Linked DNA regions of Callithrix jacchus: region 2 is linked to region 1. Evidence: chromatin contacts called from public Hi-C data. All regions are on one chromosome and are shown on one strand. The core of a region is the stretch at or near the end of the contact, and the rest is flanking DNA. Distances in the headings are between cores, read along the strand shown. Region 1 overlaps RAP1GAP2 (RAP1 GTPase activating protein 2). Region 2 overlaps RAP1GAP2 (RAP1 GTPase activating protein 2).

Region 1 (4,526 bases), core at 1,815-4,314:
GTGTAGATAACCCTCCCCAGGTGACTGGCCTGGCATGGAAAGTCCCCCTCCTGGTCCCCCAGGTCAGATAGCGTTGCCTGGCTACGGGTGGTCACTGAGGCTCCGGCTGGGCGAGTAAATAGGCACACATGTTTAAAATTCAATATCACTGGCAGGCAAACACTTCAGCAGCGCCTTCCAGCCCGCCTATAATCTCTCATTCTCCTCGCTCGATGCACATGGGGGCCTGCACCAAGACCCAGATGGTCTCTGCTGGGAATTGGTCATCAGCTGTTGTGAGGGACAGGGAGGGGTGGGCCATTATAGCCTCAGCCTCATGCGGACTGTCACCCTGATTGCTCTGGACAAGCTCCTGAGAGACCCTGGGGCTGGCCTGGACTCACCAGCTGAATGGAGCTTCCAGGGCAGGGAGGTATCTGGGTTCAGTGGCTCACACCTGTAATCCTAGCTCTTTGGGAAGCCAGGGAAGGAGAATTTTTTGAAACCAGGAGTTCGAGACCAGCCTGGGCAACATAGCAAGATCTTGTCTCTAAAAAACAAAAACTAGCTGTGCATGGAGGTACATTCCTGTAGTCCCAACTACTTGGGAGACTGAGGTGGGAGGATCCCTGGAGCCCAGGTGTTTGAGGCTGCGGTGAGCCATGATTGCGCCACTGCCCTCCAGCCTGGGCGACAGAGTGAGACTCCATCTCAAAAAAAAAAAAAAGTCAGGGGCCTTTGGGGAAGCTCATCCAGATTCCTGTTTGCCTGTGGAGGGGCAGGGCCTGTGAAGGGTATGGCTGGAATCTGGCAATCCACTGGCCTAGCCAGGTGTCTGTAGTGGCCACATTTATTAAGAGGAGGGTGAGAGAAGGTAGGCCAGCCTCCTCTTTGCTGGAGGCGCACACATGTCTGCCTGGGGCATCTCCCAGAGCACTTGGTGAGATGGTTCCTGGTAAAGTCATTCCTGGTAGGGATTATTTGACATCAACACAGGTGAGCAGGTGAGGCTGATTATTTTCCCCACACGCGCCTCATGCTTACCCTCTTCCATTGCTTAGGCTTCTTCCCCTTCCTCCTCCTCATCCTTACTCTGAGACACAGCTGGATTTTCACCAGCAGAGTGATGTGATTCACATCTGGCTGCCATGTGGAGAATGGATTACAGGTCAGCAAAAGTGGAAGCAGAAGGACAAGATGGGAGACGGTTGTCGGGGTCTGGGCAAAAAGTGAAGGAGGGAGCTTGGACCAGAGGGTGTTGGTGGTGGACATGCTGAGAAACGGTGCATTCAGGGTGTGCTGAGGGGGTCGAGGCAGCAGGGTGGGCTGATGGGTTGGACGTGGCGGATGAGGGAGAAGGAAGTATCTTGAGGTTTAGTCATCCTAGATGGGGCTTGAGCAATGGGTAGGTTCCAGTCCCATTTTCTGAAATGGAGATGCCTGGGGCGGGGGCAGGTTCAGGGAACACAGGCCAAGTTTGATATCCTCATGAGAAGTGGAGAAATTAAACATGCATTTGGAGATGCTCATTTGGAGCTCCAAGGAGATGTCATGGTTAGGGACATTCATGTGGAGAATCAGCGTAGAGATGGTGTTAAATTCATAAGAGTGGGTGGGCAGCTTGGGAGGATGGCATAGACAGAGGAGAGGAGGCGCTTCGCTGAGCCCTGACCTCAGGATCATACGGAGGAGGAGCCTGCAGGGAGGGCTCAGGTGACACCGGGAAAGCTGGAGGGTCCAGAAGGCCCAGAGGAGACACTACAGATGATTGAGGTGGTGGTGCTGAGCAATCAGGATGAGGGAATGCATAATTTTTTTTCTCCATTTTGAGACAGAGCGAAGTCCCGCTCTGTCACCCAGGCTGGAGTGCAGTGGCGGGAACTTGGCTCACTGTAACCTTTGCCTCCCAGGTTCAAGCGATTCTCCTGCCTCAGCCTCCTGAGTAGCTGGGACTACAGGTATGCGCCATCACACCTGGCTAATTTTTGTCTTTTTAGTAGAGACGGGCTTTCAACATGTTGCATGGACTAGTCTCAAACTCCTGACTTGTGATGTTCCTGCCTTAGCCTCCCAAAGTGCTGGGATTCCAGGCATGAGCCATTGCACCTGGCCACTTCCCAGGGACTCTTGAGGGCACAACTTCTTGTAGCATTTGGCAGCATGGAGGTCCTTGGTGACCTTGACAAGTGAAGTTTCAGGGGAACCATGGGGCCAGGTTGATCAGCCAGTGGAGGCACAAAGACCCTGTTGCCTGAGGTATACAGAATTCTGTAGAGCTGAGCCGGGTGCGGGGGTGGGGGGCCTGTCCCCTGGGAAGACTGAAACCCCTCTGCTCCAGCTGAGGGCAGGCCTTTCATGCTCAAGGCTAGGTTCTGCCCCTGGTAGTGAAGACCCCTTGACTGCCTCACCCCACTCCACGAAGGCAGCAGGCTCCTTTCCTGGGTACCCTGTTTTCCAGAGGCAGTCCCCATCCATGCTGCCTGATAGTTCCAGGAGGCGATGGTCCTGAGAGCACGTTCCTGGCCTCAGCCTTGTAGGTTGAGCCCAGATCACTGGTGCACCCCCTCCTCCAGACATGGCCTGTCCTTCAGGCCCGGGAGGGCACGGCCACGATGCACAGACCCGTGCATCACTCTTCCCTCTGATGAGCTGTGTGGCCAAAGACACAGTGTATCACTTGCCCTGTGTGGCCTGAAAGGTTCCTGGAAGGGTGTCAGGGACTGTAAGAGGCTTGGGGGGCTCTCTAGATGGATCTACCTTGCTGTCACCCACCTCAGCCTCATCCGTCGCTGGCTGTGAGGTGAACGGAACCCGGATTACCCCGGCTGTGGATCTAGACCTCCCCACAATGGCTCACCAGGCCCCCTTGTGGCTAGTACCAATAGTACCAGATGGGAGCCCATGGCTGGGGCTGGGGGTCTGGGAAGGGGTGACAAGCCCACCAGCTGCTCACGGTGCCCACTGGGTAGACCCAGAGGATCAGGTGGCTGGGAACTGGAACCCTGCCCTGTGTCCAGGGCCAGTCTCACTGTGGAGGTGTCCTGGAAACCTCATTAGACCAGGCCTGAGTGGGGCGTGTGGCAGCTTTTCCTCCCTTGGAGCAGGGGCTTCTGCTCTTGCCCTGGGTTTCCTACTTTGCTGGCTTATCCGCTGTTTCGGTCTTGCCTGGGCTGCAGCTTCAGCCCAGGGTCTGCAAGGTGGTACCAGCTCTTGGAGCCACGTGGGAGTGCCGCTTCAAACACCTGCAGAGGCATTGATCTCTTCTGGTTGGTAGAAAAGCAGTGGGATTTAAGGAAGAGGCTGAGGCCTCTAACTTGTCCTCCTCCACTCTGTGTGCCTCTTGTGTCTGGGGGGACCACGGGATAGGCAAATTAGAAACTGCACAAAACTGAAACAAGGAAATAAAATAACAAACAAAACAAAACAAAAGGGCCGGGTGCAGTGGCTCACACCTGTCATCCCAGCACTTTGGGAGGCCGAGGCTGGTGGATCACCTGAGGTCAGGAGTTCGAGACCAGCCTGGCCACTGTGGTGAAACTTCATCTTTACTAAAAATATAAAAAACTAGCTAGGCATGGTGCTGCATGCTTGTAATTCCAGCTACTCGGGAGGCTGAGGCAGGAGAATTGCTTGAACCCAGGAGGCGGAGGTTGCAGCGAGCTAATATCATGCCCTTGAACTCTGGCCTGGGTAACAGAGGAGACTCTATAACTGCTTATGGTGGGAGGGTGTGGTGCAGCTGCTTCATGGTCCTCGCCTTTTGGGCCCATAAACCTGGCTGGGTACTAGGTGTGTATGTTTGCCATGAGTGAGTGTTTCCTATGTGTGTGTGCTGGTGAACGTGACTGGGAATGTTTTGGGTGGTTCTTTGTTGTATCATCGAGTGTTTTGGATGTGTGTTTGGGGGTGGGTATTGTGGGACCCCCACGTTGGGGTGAATGTATTTGCAGCTGAATGATTCCTGTAGCCAGGACAGCAGGGTGGCCCCTGGAAGGATAGCCTATTGTCTCGCCCCCAACCTGGTGAGAGCCTCTGTTTGCCCCAGCACCCCGTTCATCAGCCCCAGCTGGCCAAAGGGGGTGGGGCCATGATGTTATTTAACATATGGCTTATAGGGAGGAGAGCTGTTTGGCATTCCAGTCCCCACGCGGTTGTTGGTGTATAATGAGGCTGTTGGAGCTTGGGGACTAACTGTTAGAGTCACTCGGGACCGAAGCACTTATTTAAGTAATCATTAGCTGGAAGACGGGAAAGGAACAGAATATGCGATTTACAGATGTCTGCTCTTTCTGCAGGTCAGCCTGAAATGAAGCTCCCAGCAAGTGAGGCTGGTACCGCTCTGCCTTCCTCCTCCCTCTAGTGATGGGGAGGGCAGCTTGGGGTCTTTTAGGGGATGGTGGGGTTGAGTTGGGGTTATGGAGATAGTGTCTCTCAGGCACATCAGAAGCACACGCCCCCAAAGTTCCCAGCTTCCCATGACTTCTTTTCTGATACTGCCCATTATTCAAGGAAACCCAGCAGCACAAAGACAATATATATGGATGTAT
Region 2 (5,118 bases), core at 2,096-4,595, 81 kb before region 1:
CACGTAAGGTACTGGCTACTAGTCCTAGCCCAGACACACCCTGAAGTGCCTCGGTCTGTTTTTTTTTTTTTGGACCGAGTCTCGCTCTGTCTCCCATGCTGCAATGCAGTGATACGATCTTGGCACACTACAATCTCTGCCTCCTGGGTTCAAGCGATTTGCCTGGCTCAGTCTCCCAAGTAGCTGGGATTACAGGCGCCTGCCACCACACCTGGCTAATTTTTGTATTTTTAGTAGAGATGGTGTTTCACCATGTTGGCCAGACTGGTCTTGAACTCCTAATCTCAAATGATCCACCCACACTGGCCTCCCAAAGTGCTGGGATTACAGGCCCGGCCAACTTTGGCTATTTTGAATAAAACTGCTGTGAACATGTTCATGCCAGTCTTTGTGGAGAGCACGCATGCTCACCAAATCCTTGCAGCAGCTAATAGGATTGCAATATTGTTATTCCCGTTTTACAGATGAAGACACTGAGACTCCGAGGGGGTTAGATCCTATTCCCAGGCCACAGAGATAGTCAAAGCTGGGGGTGGGATTCTAACCCAGGTTTGTCTGACTGCAGCATCTGCGTTTTTATTCCCTCACTGTAGTGTTTTTGCATTACAGCTGTTTGGGGCCATTAAGCATAGGGACAAATGGACATTTCCTCTCAATGGTCTGTCAGTTTCTAACTGCATTTTAGCTTACTACACTAGTTGCTATTGATAATCAAGGATCTGAGTCACCATGAAAAGATTCCACCAAACCTGTCTTTAAAGGACAGCAACATGGAAGGTGTGTGAGAGACATTGCTAGCTAGGGTCATGACAGTATCAGCAGGCTAGCAAGGAAGCACACCAACAGTTTTGCTTCCCAAAGCTCCAGTGCTCTGGAAATCTCACATAGTTGTAATTTACCATCTCCCAGAGAAGCCAGGCACAGAAAGCGTTACTGGATATATAAAATAGTATATAAATAATCTGTATATAAGAAACCACTTTGTTCTCTGTAGAGCCACACAGAATAGGGTTTTGGAGAGTCTGCTGGTTCTCGCTTTGAAAGATGTTGCTAAGCAATGTTACTAATATTATGGAAAGACAGCTTCCCTCCCGGCTTTTCCGCTCGGCCCCAGAAACCCTTGAGTTGGAAGTGCTTTCAGGAGTAGCAGCAGCTGGGGAGGTTTGGTAATCGGTGAGGTGGGGCCAGGGACCTTGGGTTGGAAATGGATTGTGCTGCTGGCCACCCAGCCCTTGGCCTCATCAGCCCCTCATTTTCTGGACTGACTCCTAGGCAGCATCTATGCAAAATAACACCTCTTCATGTTCATCAGAAATTTCACACACAGAAGGATCCTTCTGAATGTTTTCACTGTGGGAAAAATTATTGTAGTCATGCTGCTTAGCAAAAATTCAAAAATCCATAAATGAACTTCAGAAAAGAAAGTCTTTTTAAATAACTTCAGTAACCCAAGGGCTATATGAAGAACTTCTTTCTTCCTCTACCCACTCTCCATAATCCCTGAACAGGAAGTCAGCAGGGTTCTGATTGACATCGTGCACTGCAGGCTCCCCCTTCATGGCTCTGGGTACTGGAGTGCTGAGTGCCCACGGCTGAGTGGGATCTGTGGATTTCCTCGGCGTGGTTTCCTTTCTTCGGAGCTCGGAAATGCCACACAAGTCATGGAGACTGTTTCCAAAACCTGAGCCAGTTTAGATCCTCTGCTTAATATGATGTCTGTGGCCCCAGGAAAGTTGGCTGAACTGAGGTTTCCCAGGCTTGTCTTTGAGGCCTCCCAGCCATGCCTGGGACCCTATTGTGGTGGGATGGAGCTCTTGGGGCTAGTTGTGGGCTCTGGGAGGGGATTTTAGAAGTGGGGAAGAGAGGCAGTATGTTGGCAAAGATTCTTCTTCCTGTGTCTCTCTCTTCTCTTTCTTTCTTTCTTTCTTTCCTTCTTTTTTTTTTTTTTTTGAGATGGAGTTTCGCTCTTGTTACCCAGGCTGGAGTGCAATGGCACGATCCCGGCCCACCGCAACCTCCGCCTCCTGGGTTCAGGCAGTTCTCCTGCCTCAGCCTCCTGAGTAGCTGGGATTACAGGCACGCGCCACCATGCCCAGCTAATTTTTTGTATTTTTAGTAGAGACGGGGTTTCACCATGTTGACCAGGATGGTCTCGCTCTTTTGACCTCGTGATCCACCCGCCTCGGCCTCCCAAAGTGCTGGGATTACAGGCTTGAGCCACCGCGCCTGGCACTCTTTCTTTTTGAATTGGTTATTTATTTATGAGACAAAGTCTTGCTTTGTTGCCCAGGCTGGAGTGCAGTGGCATGATCTTGGCTCACTGCAAACCCAGCCTCCTGGGCTCAAGCAGTTCTCCTGCCTCAGCCTCCTGAGTAGCTGGGATTGCAGGCACCCACCACCAAGCCCGGCTAACTTTTGTATTTTTATAGAGCTGGGGTTTCACGTTGGCCAGGCTGGTCTTGAACTCCTGACCTCATGTGATCCACCCACCTTGGCTTCCCAAAATGCTGGGATTACTGGCGTGAGCCATCGTGCCCAGCCCATCTTTCTCTTTTCAAAATAGAAACTGCAAATGATTTCAGTATTTCCCTTCCCCCACTGTCTTCCAGCCTCCATCCTCCCACTCTGTCTTCCTCCTGAGGGGGCATCCTAGAGATGCAACTGTGTTGTAGCTCAGCAGGGGGCGCTGATGCACCCGCCAAGAGTGGAGGTTTCCTACCAGTACAGGTGTGAGTGTTCAGCTGTGTGCTAGGGGGCTTCTGAATGATTATGCCCTTGCAGGTGTGTGTATTTGTATACCCTCAAGGGAAGAAGAGAGCGGGGGTGCTGGCCTGTCCTTTTCAGCGCTCTGTTTATAACCCTTTTGTTGCTCCAAAGATTGTGTTGTCCATGGAATGAATGGCTGGGACCTGCCTGTAAAGGGGAAGGGCAAGGTGTCTGAAGACACCTGGTTTTCATCAAAGGCCCCAGCCTCCTTGCTCCATAGCTCCTCTTGCCCCCACTCACCCCCAACCGCAGCCCTGAGAGGTGGCAGTCATTCTGCTGAGCAGTGGGGTGCTGGGAGTTGGAGGCTGGGCAGGGCGAGGAGGTGGAGTCTGCTGCAGGCTGGCTCTCTGATCGGGGCACAGGCCTGGGGCTGATTCCTGCTTTCTTATGGACATGTCTCCTGGAGCTGGTTCCCAGGCACAAAAGGCCCTTTTCTTCAGGGCCAGGCATGCGTGTCTGTCTGCCTCAACCCACTGGCCCCTTAGGAACGGGCTGTGCAGCTGTCTGCTCTCTGTTCATGATTAACTTCCCTGTCTCCCGCCCCAGGCCTGATTCCCACCCAGGCCCCCTCAGCCTTTCTAGTTCCCGGGACTGGGAGAGACCTGGGTTGGCAGCTGCCTGGCTCTGGGACGACTATGGGCTCTGGAGGCTGGAACAGGCCACGGAGATCCTGTGAGCTGGGACCTGGAGGGAGACCCTTTCACTGACTGCTGCGGTCCTCACTTCCCGTAGTCTGCATGTGTTTTTCTTAGCTCACCCCAAAGTGCCTCATGAATGTGGCCTTAGAGCACGGTAATGTGAAAATTCTTCCCTGTCCGTTCTCTTTTGAACTGGGATTTTTTTTTCAAGGAAAAAAATGGTTTGGTGCAGATGTGTCACTAGCACCTAACACCGCCTGCTTTTTTAAGGAAGGTGCTTCAAGCTTAGAGCTTTTGTCAGGCAACAGTATTGAGGTAAAATTTGATAAATTTATATTTGTTTTCATGGTAGAAATGGCAAGTGAGAACGGATTTTCATTCAGGGTTCAATAACGTTTTCTTGTAAAATTAAGTAAAGGCCGGCCTCGGTGGCTCACATCTGTAAACCCAGCACTTCGGGAGGTTGAGGCAGGTGGATCACCTGAGGTCAGGAGTTTGAGACCAGCCCGGCCAACATGGAGAAACCCCATCTCTACTGAAAATACAAAAATTAGCCGGGTGTGGTGGCGAATACCTGTAATCCCAGCTACTTGGGAGGCTGAAGCAGGAGAATTGCTTGAACCCAGGAGGTGGAGGTTGCAGTGAGCTGAGACCACACCACTGCACTCCAGCCTGGGCGACAGAGCAAAACAACATCTCAAAAAATAAATAAATAGGCCGGGCACGGTGGCTCAAGCCTGTAATCCCAGCACTTTGGGAGGCCAAGGCGGGTGGATCACGAGGTCAAGAGATCGAGACCATTCTGGTCAACATGGTGAAACCCCGTCTCTACTAAAAATACAAAAAATTAGCTCAGCACGGTGGCACGTGCCTGTAATCCCAGCTACTCAGGAGGCTGAGGCAGGAGAATTGCCTGAACCCAGGAGGCGGAGGTTGCGGGGTGCCATTGCACTCCAGCCTGGGTGAAAAGAGCGAAACTCCGTCTCAAGAAATAATAAATAAATAAAAATAAAATAAATAAATAATTAAAATTAAGTGAAAAGGTAAGTTGATGTAATTAAAACAAAATAATGAACAGCAGAGCAGCATGATGTTAAGACAAAGAACCGTGGAGGTGGTGGTGAATGGCCCAGCTGTGGAGACCTTTGGCTGGGCTCACTGCACACAGTGGCCGGAAATGGCCTTGTTTTGTGGTTTGCTGTGTGTTAACCCCGTTAGTTTTGGGCAGGGATGGTTTTCCATTTTTTTCCCTTGCCCTGGTCGCTCGCATAAAGCTGGACATACTGTGCGTGTTTCATAAATGCTGGTGGAACAGGTAGGCCTAGCATTGATGGTGGTTCCACTGTCTTTTATTGATGGGTCTTCTCGTGCTTTGGGGTTCCCTCTGTGGGGTGCGGGGTGTGGGTGTGATGGCTGTCGGGGCTGGAGTGGGAGTTAAGGAGGGAACTGCTGTCTATGCCCTGGAGGTGGCAAGTTTGTAGGGCAGGTGCAGAAGGATGGAATCTCGCCACCAGGAACATTCTACCTCTTAGAGACTCAGGAGTCAGGGTCTGAGAGGTTATGGTTTTTTGGGGACAGCCTTGTGTTTGCAGCCACATTGGGGTTGTGGAGGGACTGAGAGGGCTGGGAACTCCAGAATAAGAGAAAGAATAATAGAACTTGCTGGGTGGATTTGGTACCTTCATCATCCCAATTCCCTGTTGTTGTTTGAAGA

Evidence for each region. A called contact is a pair of places that touch in the nucleus more often than the background predicts.
Region 2: a Hi-C map of skeletal muscle shows a contact between it and region 1, with 3 times the contacts expected there. The contact joins two enhancer-like sites. A contact is called at or near these places in 2 of 3 Hi-C or Micro-C datasets (induced pluripotent stem cells and skeletal muscle).

The regions. Positions count from the first base shown.
Region 1 is chr5:65,365,624-65,370,149 of calJac240_pri, reverse strand. The region is part of intron 4 of RAP1GAP2 (RAP1 GTPase activating protein 2); the gene reads left to right. Among named protein-coding and RNA genes, the nearest start is that of RAP1GAP2, 130 kb to the left of the region's middle. Within about 2 kb of position 3,064, at least 3 of the 16 cell types and tissues checked have an H3K27ac peak or open chromatin away from gene starts, as enhancers often do.
Region 2 is chr5:65,446,283-65,451,400 of calJac240_pri, reverse strand. The region is part of intron 3 of RAP1GAP2 (RAP1 GTPase activating protein 2); the gene reads left to right. Among named protein-coding and RNA genes, the nearest start is that of RAP1GAP2, 52 kb to the left of the region's middle. Within about 2 kb of position 3,345, at least 3 of the 16 cell types and tissues checked have an H3K27ac peak or open chromatin away from gene starts, as enhancers often do.